Regions from separate parts of the Rattus norvegicus genome. Here region 2 is linked to region 1. Evidence: chromatin contacts called from public Hi-C data. All regions are on one chromosome and are shown on one strand. Each heading gives the region's core, a stretch centred on a gene start, on an enhancer-like site or on the middle of the called end of the contact. The rest is flanking DNA. Distances are from core to core; before and after follow the strand shown.

Region 1 (5,186 bases), core at 2,484-4,983:
CAGGTGTTGGGCAAGCTGAAGGCAGGGTGTGATTGTGCCTGGAACAAGGCTTTCCTGACAATGTGTGTACCCTCAGCTGTTGGCTGTAGCCGCACACACTCAGCTGTCACGCTGGGAGACTGGAGTGACCCACTGGATCCTGACGCCGAAGCCCAGATGGTGTATCGCCAGCTGCTCCTGGGCCGAGACCAGCTCAGGTGGGTGTCACGTGCCTTATCCTGCTGTGGTCTCCTCACATTCATTCACCCCTGAAGAAGTGTTTCTCTCCCTCAGGGCTTCATGTAACCCAGGCTAGCCTTGAACTCACTATGTAGCAGATGTCCTTAAACTTGAGATCCTCCTGGTTGTACTTGCTCAGTGCTGGGCTTACAGGTGTGTGCTAGCATGCCTGGTTTATAGGGTGCTGAGGGCTGAGCCTCCAGCTCTGTGCATGTTAGGCAAACTACTGACTGAGCTGTAGGCTCAGCCCGTTTTCTTCCCTTTCTTTCTCTGTTTGCCCGTGCTGGGGGTGGAACTCAGAGCCTTATACTGCGCCAAGCTTCCACTCAGTCCCATTTATCCATCTTCTATCGCACTGGCTAAGCTTTTAGAGGTGTGCGGGCCACCATGGGGCCTCAGTGTTCAGGAATTGAGGGCTTAGATGTGTAAAGCAGACTGGGATAGTCTCAGTTAAGGCTTCTATGGCTGTGACAAAATCCATGACCAAAGTGACCTCTAAAAGAAAGCTTTTAACTATGGTTTGAGAGGTTTAGAGTCCATGATGGCCGACCAAAGACATGACAGCAGGAACAGCTCAGAGCTCACCTCTTGATCCCAAAGCAGGAGGCAGAGAGAGCTTACTGGGAATGGTTTGACTTTTGAAACCTCAACTCACATTCCCAGTGATATACCTTCTTCCACAAGGCCATACCTCCTCTCACAAGGCCACACCTCCTCTCACAAGGCCACACTTCCTCTTACAAGACCATTCCTCCCTTCACAAGGCCACTCCTCCTCCCACAAAGCCACACCCCCTCCCACAAGGCCATACCTCCACCCACAAAGCTACTCCTCTCCTGAAGACCACACCACTCAGAAGGCCACAACTTCTCAGAAGGCCCCACCTCCTCTCACAAGGCCACACCTCCCCCTAAAGGCCACACCTCCTCTCTCAAGGCCCCTCCTCCCACAAGGCCACTACTCCTCCCACAAGGACACACCTCCTCCCACAAGGCCATACTTCCTCACAAGACCACTCCTCCTCCCACAAGGCCACACCTCCTCTCACAAGGACACACCTCCTAATCCTTCCCAAGCAGTTCCCCCAACCAGGGACCAAGCATTCAAGCATATGAGCCTGTGAGTGTGGTTCTCGAAATTCAGATCACCCCAGGAAGCATTGGAACTTACAGTATGGGGGCTCCAGAGACTGAGGCATGGTGTTCTATATAACTTGGCTTCTGAGCCTTCCTGGTATCTTGGACACCTCCCCACTTCCTCCCCTGCCTCTACTTCCTGGCCTGAAGAGCTTTGTTACTTAGTGTTCCATCCCACTATAGAGAAGGTTCTGTACTGAGCTGCCTGGATTTAGATCTGGGCCAGTTAGGGGCTGTGTGGTTCTCTGCTAGTCATTTGGCTTTTCCATGCCTTGTATAGAAAACAAGGCTATAGGATACTGACCTCATAGTGAAAGGACACTACATAACCTCCCATATGTAGGAGATATTATTATGCTGTGTGGCCTTAGGCAAGTTCCTTGATCTCTCTGTGTCAGTGGTTTATCTGAACAGGGTTACTGGTAAGTACCTACCTCATGTAAGGTGACTGTGTAAGTAGATGAATTCATGTGTGTACAAGGCTTCTCGGTGTAGTGTCTGCTACTCTAGAAAGGTTTGTGGTCACTGAGTGGTGATAGTTTGTGATGATGGTGGTGATGGTGATGATGGTGATGATGATGATGGTGGTGGTGATGCTGCTGCTGCTGCTGACGACGACGACGACGACAACGACGACGATTGTGGTGGTGATGGTGATGAACCTGATTTCCTACAAGCAGCAGAGAATCTTGGGTAGGAGCAGCACTGTACCTCAGAAACCAATTTTGCCTTTCCCTATCAACCCTCAGGCTGAAACTGCTGGAGGACTCCAGCCTGGACACAGCTCCAGATGTGGACCCTGGGAAGGACTCCAGTGCTGTAGATGGTAAGCGAGAAGGGTTCCATTCTTGTCCCTTACAAATGTGTGCCCCAGTACGCCAGGCACACCCCCTCTGTCCTCCTGCATGCCCTCTTGTTTCCAGTTCACCAGTGGGACAGTATCCTGGTGAATTTGGGAATTCTTTTTGTATGGGGGGGAAAAAAAACCTACAGCTCCATGGAGTGGGCTCTGGTGACAACCACCAGGAGCCTGCTGAACCTGTGGCCTTTTCTTTCCTACCAGGGCCCTGTGCTGAGGTTCTAGCCCAGCAGAGGGAGGCCACCACCCGTCTGCTGCAGGTACTTGAAGACTTGGAGCAAGCCCATGAGGAATTCCAGAAACGGGGCTAGGGGAAAGTGGCCCTCTAGGACACTGGATGCTGAGAAGGTGCCAGAGCCAGTTGGGGACAGAGCCACGGGGCTTCCCTGAGCTTACTTTGGCCTAGGCATCTTCATTGTCGTGGCTTGGAGCCTCCCAAAGTGTGGTCCTGTGTGCCCTGTAGCCAGCCAGGGCATAGGAACCTTTAAGAGGGCCCAGCCTTGTACCGACTGACCAAACCTCACTTCCTTCTCTGAGCCTGGAGCCTCAGCTTCACTGGATACAGCTCCTCCAGTACCGGTGGAACCCATACCGGTGGCACCCATCTCACCCCAAGCTGCTGGGTGCAGCTGTACCTGAACTCCAATCCTGGCTGATGCAGAAAAACACTCAATATGCTTGACCAGGAACTTCCCGTGTTATCACTTCCGTGGGCCCCGGTGACCTCACAGATCCTTCTGTACCCCACTTTCATCTGGCAGTCCCGGCCTCAAGCTTCTGGGACCCGGTGTTCTCGGAAGAACGGACTGGGAGCCCAGCATGCCAATTTGGAGCCTCGAAGCTGGACACGGGCTCTTCCTCCCTCCTATACCCTGTATAAAGTGACGTGTGAGCATGCTTAGCTGTGAAGTGTTAAAATCAGGGTACCCTAGGGGCCAGTGAGAAGCTTCTTAGCTAGAAATAGAGGTTCCCAGGCTCTGCCCTAGCTACTGAATGCATTTAAGGATTTGGAGGGGCAGGTGTGTGAGTCCTGGGGCTCAATGGTTCTGTGGGTTTGAGGTGTGGCTTGAGAGTAACCCACAGAGGGGACACAATCGGCTGGCAGAGCTGGAAGAGCCTGTGAATCCTGAGTTTGCCTAAGGAGAGCTCTGGACAGGAAAAAAACCTCAAGTCCATCAGGCTGGATTCCGAGCACTAGGAAAGGTGTGGCGCAAGGTCCATGCCCTGCTCCCCTCCCCCTCCCCCACTGCCCCTAGCTTGCTACTGTCTCTCAAGCCATCCTCGGTGTTCCAAAGGAGCACCGTCACCCAGCAGGACAAAAAAAAAAGACCTGACAAGGAGAAAGACCATTTATTTCTCCACCCACAGTGGGACTGGTAGATTTTTTTCCCCCAAAGGAGCAATTGCTGGCGTCCCTTTAAAGCTTGGCTAACTTCCATCCCAACAGCCAATCCTCAGAGGCGGAGCTGGTGAGTTGCCTGGGCAACGGACCTCTGGTTGGCCTGAGATGATCAGCCACCCACCGCTTATTTCCAAGCAGGGAGAAGTTAACGCTTTGCTGCTCGCTCAGCTCAATGCGTGAGCCTGAACAAGGCCTCCCCATCGCTCCTGAAGCCAGAAGTGGGTCTCAAATGTCCGGAGCGTTTTAGTTGGGGAGAAGCCAGTACAGAGGCAAGGACGATGTCTTTGCCTGGGATAGACAGAGGTCAAGAGATGGGCACAGGAGGAAGAAGTAAGGGTCCCGGAAAGGCAGACACAAGCACAAAATAAGATAGCCTCGTCCCCAGTGGCCTGCGAAAAGCTACTCAGTAACCCGGGATTTCTACCCCGTTTGGCTTTGCAGTGCTCAGTGGGCAGGTGGCGGTGCTGACGTGGGTTAAAGGGTTGAGGCTCAGGGGCAGACTTGCCCCTGAAAGCCTTACAGAGTCCCCACTATCCCGTGCTTGACTCAAGTCCTGGGAGGGGGACAAACCTATAGAGCTTGTATAATGGAGACACAGGTGGAATCCACAGGATGTGTCATGGGAGTCTTTCTGTCTCTTTTCTCCCCAAGCTGGGAGAAGTCAGAGGCACGTGGGTGTACGTGCGTGAGTGCGTGCGTGCAACAGGACACGTGTGCGTTCGTGTGTGGTGTGAAGGGCAAAGCGCCATCGTTTCCATAGGGAAGTCGCCCTTTCTGGTGGTCCTATCTCTGCTGCTCTTGCCGGAAGCCACAGGTTGGAACCAGCTGGCCTGGTGTGCTTCCATCACCCCCCACAGCCACCAGCCAGATCCCCTCAGCGCTTCTGGCTCCTCCCACCTGGTGGAGGGAGGCATGTGCCGGGCTAAGGGCGAGGCAAGAGGGAAGGCAGGCAACTCAGGCCTCAGGCCTTAGCCATAGCCTCAGAAACACCCTGGGCGGTGAGCTCAGCCAGCACGTTGTCTAGGTAACTGGCGTCCGGATAGCCGTGGCCAGTGAGGTTGGAACCAAACTCCGTCTTGTGGTGAATCTCGTTCCACACCACGGTGTCTGACTCGCCCGTGGTGTTGGATGTTCCAATAGTGAAGATGAGTCTGCGCTCCCAGGCGGTGATGAGCAATCTCAGCACCTGGAGGAAGAGGGGTGGGGTGGGGGTGTATATCACAGGCAGTCTGAGCCTTAACCAGCTCCATTACCATCCACTACATAAAGTTCTGCTTCTTTCGGGGCTTGTCATCAGTACTGACCAGGCTTAGACCCCACTCTTGGTACTAAATAGTTACTTTGTGAATTAGTTCCCAGGATTAAAGATCTGGAGATTTCACAAGACAATCTAAACGTGACTGGCTTCCTGGTTAAACAGTAAAATCACGTGACCCAAGTGTGAAGATGAAGGTTTTGAAGAGCTGCTTGGGTTCAAATCCCGGCTCTGCCACTTGGTCGCTGTGCGACTGTACATTAAGTTCATTGCCTTCCCTGAACCTTTGTTTAGCTAGTGAAGAAGAGGAAGCAG
Region 2 (5,112 bases), core at 317-2,816, 170 kb before region 1:
CACTGACGTTGGTCCTTGTACACTCGAGAATTGTGGTAATGATGGTGTGGCTTGGTGCTACACACCTTTAATCCTTGTACTAGGGAGGCAGAGGAAGGCACATCTCTGTGAGCTTGGTCTTACATGGCTGGTTCTGGGACAGCGAGGGCTTCATAGAGAGATCCCGTCTCAGAGCAAGCAAACAAAGAAACAGAAAAGAATAGTTGGTGCCGACAATGGGGGTTCTGGAGTTCTACTGCTCAACTTATTATTATTATTATTATTATTATTATTATTATTATTATTATTATTATTAAATTGTATTTGTCTTACATCCTGACCCCAGTTTCCCCTCCCTCCCACCTGTTCCGCTTACCATGCCAGATGTTGTAACACATGCGGCTTACTGAATACATTACATTTGTTAATTTGGTGTGTGTGTGTGTGTGTGTGTGTGTGTGTGTGTGTGTGTGTGTGTGAGTGTGTGCGCACATGCGTGCACACATGTGCCATGGTGCACGTGTGGAAGTCAGAGGACAACCTCCAGGAGTAAGAGCTCCATCCCTGTTGGGTTCCAGGGATCAAGCTCAGGTTGTGGGGCTTAGCGTCATTGCCCTCATTACACACTGAGCCATCCCTGCAGCCCCGGTGTGCTCTTTAATTAACTGTGATTCTGGGTACTAATCCTATGGCTGAGGTTACTCAGCAAGTGCCCACCAGTGCCATTGATTTTCCCACCTCGCCACATTTGCATTCTGGGAAATGGTCTTTCTAAAGCCTTGAACTGGAACCCGGGCAGGCTTTGAGTTTGTTTTTAATCTCACCAGCCTCCTGAGAGGCTGAAGTGGCAGGGCTATGCCGCTATCCATCTTGATGTTTGCTGTAGCTGGGGGTGCAGCTCAGTGGCTACGTGTGTGCCTAGCATCCAAAGGACGCTGTAGAGGGGAATGCTGAGAAACCTCACGAGGATCCTCAGGTCCTGGTGTTCCAGGCTCTACAGTCAGACTACTTGCAGGCAGCAGGAGGCCATTTTCACTGGGTGTATTTTCAAATCATCACCACCACCATCATTGTCACCCTCATCTTTATCACCATCATACTGAGAAAATGTCTTGCTGTGATGCTCAAACTGGCCTTAATATCACAATCTTCTTGCCTCTGCCTCCGGAGTCCCAGGATTACGGGCACACATCACCACATCCTGTTTCCCCTTACATTACTATAACTCTCACCCTTCCACCCATCCTCAGTAACGGAAGCTCCAAGCTTCACCTCCCTCAGACTTCTCTCGTGCCTCCTGAAATCTATAACCCACGTGCTTTCTGTATAGTTTTTGCCTGAAAGCAGAAGTGACTGGCTGGGGACAGAAAGCGGGTGGAGAATGAGGAAGACTTCAGGGGACAGTTCACACAGTCTCACTCTCGGCTGGGAGACTGCGTCTTTAAGAGCTGGGGCGGGGCGCGCCTTAAGGGCGTGTTCTAGGCGGGGATAGAGAGACCTGGGCGTGGCTCGACTGGTAAGTGGGCGGGACGGGGTTTGTGGGGGCGTGGCCCGGCAGCTGCGGGCCGGGACTCTAAGGGCGGAAGGTTGTGGCGCTGGCTGTCCTAGCTAGAGGAAGACTCCAGGCTCTCGTACCCAGGCCCCACCCGAGGTAAGAGGAGCTTCGCAGCCCGAGCACCCGTCACCCCAACTTCAGCTTCTCAAGCCGAGTTCCAGCTGGGACCCCAGATCAGAAAGCGCTGCCCGGTTCCCATCCCCATCCCTTGCCATCAAGTCTACACACAGGTGTCCACAACCCGGAGGCGCTCAGTTAGTGCTTACTTGGAAATGAGTGACTTGTGTTGGGGACGCGGTGTCTGGCTGCCCCTTGGGTGAGCGCTCGAGTCCATTTCACAGATGCGGACCCAGAGGGCATAAGCCCAGCCTTCCCCAAACAGAAAATGCAGAGAGGGAACTGGAGGGCTGAGTGTTTTTCCACTCCACATCCGTGCCAAGTGAAGTAGCTAGAAAAAGGAGGGAAGAGACTCATTCCCTGTCAACAGGTGAGGAAGCGGCTGGGTTCCCTTCCTCCTCTGGGGTCACATCTTGTCCTTTTCCCTCCTTCCCCCGGTGGTGGCGATTTAGAAATGGTTGGGCAAAGAACCACACCCCCTCAAAAAAACAAAAAACAGCTCTAATGGCCTTTGCCTCCCCGATTGCAAAAAATCAAATGCACAAAACGTTTGAGGCAGCTTGCCTGAGACGTGGAGCCAGTTTTCTGCTTGGATAGAAAAATAAAACTCTTTCCTCCTGTCTAGAGGAAGTGAGTTATTCCTACTGCAGCCCCACCCCCGCCTCTGCTGGTCCTAGTTTAGGTGGCTTTGAGCAACTCACTTCCCTCTGGGCCTCGATTTCCCCATCCAAGAACTGTTGGCTTTGTGGCTTTCTTCCTTGCCACACGACTTGGGGAGCCTGGTGAACTTTTATCCTCATTCAGCAATGTGTGGCGCTTTAGCTGACAGTCAGGAATTAGTCACTTCCTGGTGCCTCCGTTTCCCCATGGAAGGATACACCAACAGGTTGTTGAGGTTGTGAGGCACCAGCCTCTTTGGTCACAGCCAAGTCCAACCTCAGCCACTGAGGAGGCTGAGGCAAAAGAAATAGGCGCTCAAGGTCAGCCTGGCAGACTTTCGAGATCCTGCCTCAAAATAAGAAGTAGGAAGAGGGCTAGAACCAGGCCGTGGTTCAAATTTATAATCCCAACGCTTCCAAACCAGAAGCAAGAGGACTGTCACTAGCTCAAGGGCAGCCTGGGCTACCTAGTGAATTCCAGGCTAGCCTGTCTCAAAAAAAAAAAAAAATCATCAAGGCTGGAGATTATAGCTCAATGGTAGAGTGCTTGGCAAGCGTATGTAAGTCCCCGAGGTCCATCTTTGATGTCACCCAAAAAGAAAAAATAACAACAACAACAAAAACCTTGAAAATCTGAGTTCCTAGTTCTTGCGACTGAACTCCTACTTCTCATACTGATGTCATTCAGCTGTTTGGCTCGCTCCCTAAGCCTCTTGCAAACCTCTTGAAGGGCAGGTCCAGGGAGACCCCTAGGGGGTGAGTGGTGGTGGGGAGCACTCCGGAACAGGAAGCATGTGATGCCGGCCCAGGAGGGAAGTGCTGCTTGGGAAAGGGGCTTCCATATGGGTAGGATAGGGACTTGGCTTTGCAGGAAAAGGTCCCTGGGCTCCTCCTCCTGAGGCCTGCAGTGATAGAATCCCCTCCTCTTACCCCACCCTGCAGGCACTGGAGTGGCCAACCCGCGGAAACTCAAGTGAGCAGAGGGCGCTGGTCAGGCCCCAAGGGGCCCATGGCAGGCAGATGGCTGGATCCGCTCTGGGCGCCTGGCTTCCTCTGTGTGGCTCTGATACTGGAGACGGCATCTGGGGCCGGAGATCTATCCACAAAAGCACATGGACACATCCAGTTTTCAGCCAGAGGTGTCAACCAGACTGCCATGGCAGACGTGAGTACCCTGGCAGGACAGGAAGGTGGGTCTGGTGGGGGCGTGTCTGTTCTGTTCCCAGCTAATCATCATGTGACCCTGATCTACAGGAGCTCAGTTGGCCCCGCTGAGAGATAAAGGTAGAGATTTCAGAGAACAGTGAGCTATGTAGCCATTAACACTGTGTGGGAAGGCTGTGATTGTCTGCAGTGGTCGGTGGACAGTGACAAACTCGTTCAGTGACCCAGTCATCTTGGAGACAGGCTTTAAAGGAAGAGAGGGTGCCTCTTTCAGGGGCAGACATGTGAGGGAAAGGCCAGGAACAAGTGCAAAGGCCCTGTGGCAGATTCTATCTTAGTATGCTCCCAGACAGCAAAGAGGCCGGAAGGGCTGATCAGTATGTAGAAGGTTAAATCAGGTGGGTGGAGAAGTAATTTTGGCTTGATTTTAAAAGGACCGGGGCTGAGGGAGGGTGAGAATCAGGAGCCAGAGGAGGATTTTAAGCAGAGGGATAGTCAAAGTCTGATTTACGGAATTCCCCCCTGGCTGCTTTGGAGAGGCTGGCTTGAAAGCAGAGAGGATGGTCACTCAGAGACCAGTGAAGGGACGGGAGAGCCCCGGCCGCCTCCAGGCTGGGAGCCTGGGAACATGATGGTTGGGTTTGGAGTAGTGCTGGAGACACAGGAAGAGGGATACGCAGACGGATGGGGGGGGGGGGAGCAGGCAGAGGTGAGGATGACGTGGTTGCCATGGTCCAGCCTGATTATCTGAGGGTGTCCTAGTGGTTGGGGGTCCCTGGGGGAGGAGTGGTGGGCTAGACAAAGGCAGATAGACAGGGAGTAGAGGAGGCCACGGTGCAACCCAAGGCACCTAGGATCTCTACCTGTGCTTTCTTTCTTTTTTTTTTTTCTGTGTGTGTGTGTGTGTGTGTGTGTGTGTGTGTGTGTGTGTGTGTTATATGTGTATGTATATGTGAGAGATGTGTAGTGTGCTTTTATATATACATATATGCACGCATGTTTGCATATGCAGAGGTTTGCACGTGGCCACGTGGCAGGTGCACATGAACAACGTATTCATGAGCACGTGGAAGCCTGCAGTTGATATCAAGATGGCTCATTCTTCTGCTGTGCTCACTGAGGTAGGCTCTCTCCGTCAAACCCAGAGCTCACCAATACGGCCGTGCTGGCTGGTTAGCCACCTTGGGCTGTGGAATCCCCTCTTCCTTCTGAGGCTGGGATTACAGGTGACTTCACACCCACCCAGCATTTACATGGTTTCTGGGGGGCATCCACACTCCAGGCCTCACGGGTTCAGGGTGAGCAGCTCTAACCACTGAGCAATCCTCCCGGCCCTTTCTTTTGTTCGTCCAAGACAGGCTTTCACGTTTGTCGGGCTGACTGGAACTCAACAACATAGTAGAGAATAACCCCAAACTGATCCTCCAGCCTTCAGCTCCTGAGGGCTGGGTTGACAGGCAGGTGTCACCATGCCTGGTTGCATTATGTGGATCCGTGGGTAGAGTGCAGGGCCTCGAGCATGCTAAGGCATGTAATCCTACCCACTGAGTCGTGCCGAGGCACATGTGTTTTCTGTGTCAGAAATCACAGGCCCCAGCCACCTGCTCTGAGAGCCCTGTCACCTACACCAAATTTACA

The links. Hi-C and Micro-C count contacts between places; a contact is called where the count stands out from the background.
Region 2: a contact with region 1 is called in a Hi-C map of frontal cortex, with 1.6 times the contacts expected there. The contact joins the promoter of Slc8b1 here to the enhancer-like site in region 1. A contact is called at or near these places in 2 of 12 Hi-C or Micro-C datasets (frontal cortex and mammary epithelial cells).

Annotation. Positions count from the first base shown.
Region 1 is chr12:41,539,793-41,544,978 of GRCr8, reverse strand. Dtx1 (deltex E3 ubiquitin ligase 1) reads right to left here. Exons shown (of 10, transcript NM_001427621.1): 10 at 3,546-4,802. The coding sequence ends at 4,578. It overlaps Rasal1 (RAS protein activator like 1), which reads left to right. Exons shown (of 22, transcript NM_001108335.1): 20 at 77-197; 21 at 2,105-2,181; 22 at 2,419-3,114. The coding sequence ends at 2,525. Among named protein-coding and RNA genes, the nearest start is that of Rasal1, 32 kb to the left of the region's middle. Within about 2 kb of position 3,733, at least 47 of the 93 cell types and tissues checked have an H3K27ac peak or open chromatin away from gene starts, as enhancers often do.
Region 2 is chr12:41,710,055-41,715,166 of GRCr8, reverse strand. It overlaps Slc8b1 (solute carrier family 8 member B1), which reads left to right and starts at 1,566. Exons shown (of 16, transcript NM_001017488.1): 1 at 1,566-1,630; 2 at 3,253-3,475. The coding sequence starts at 3,320.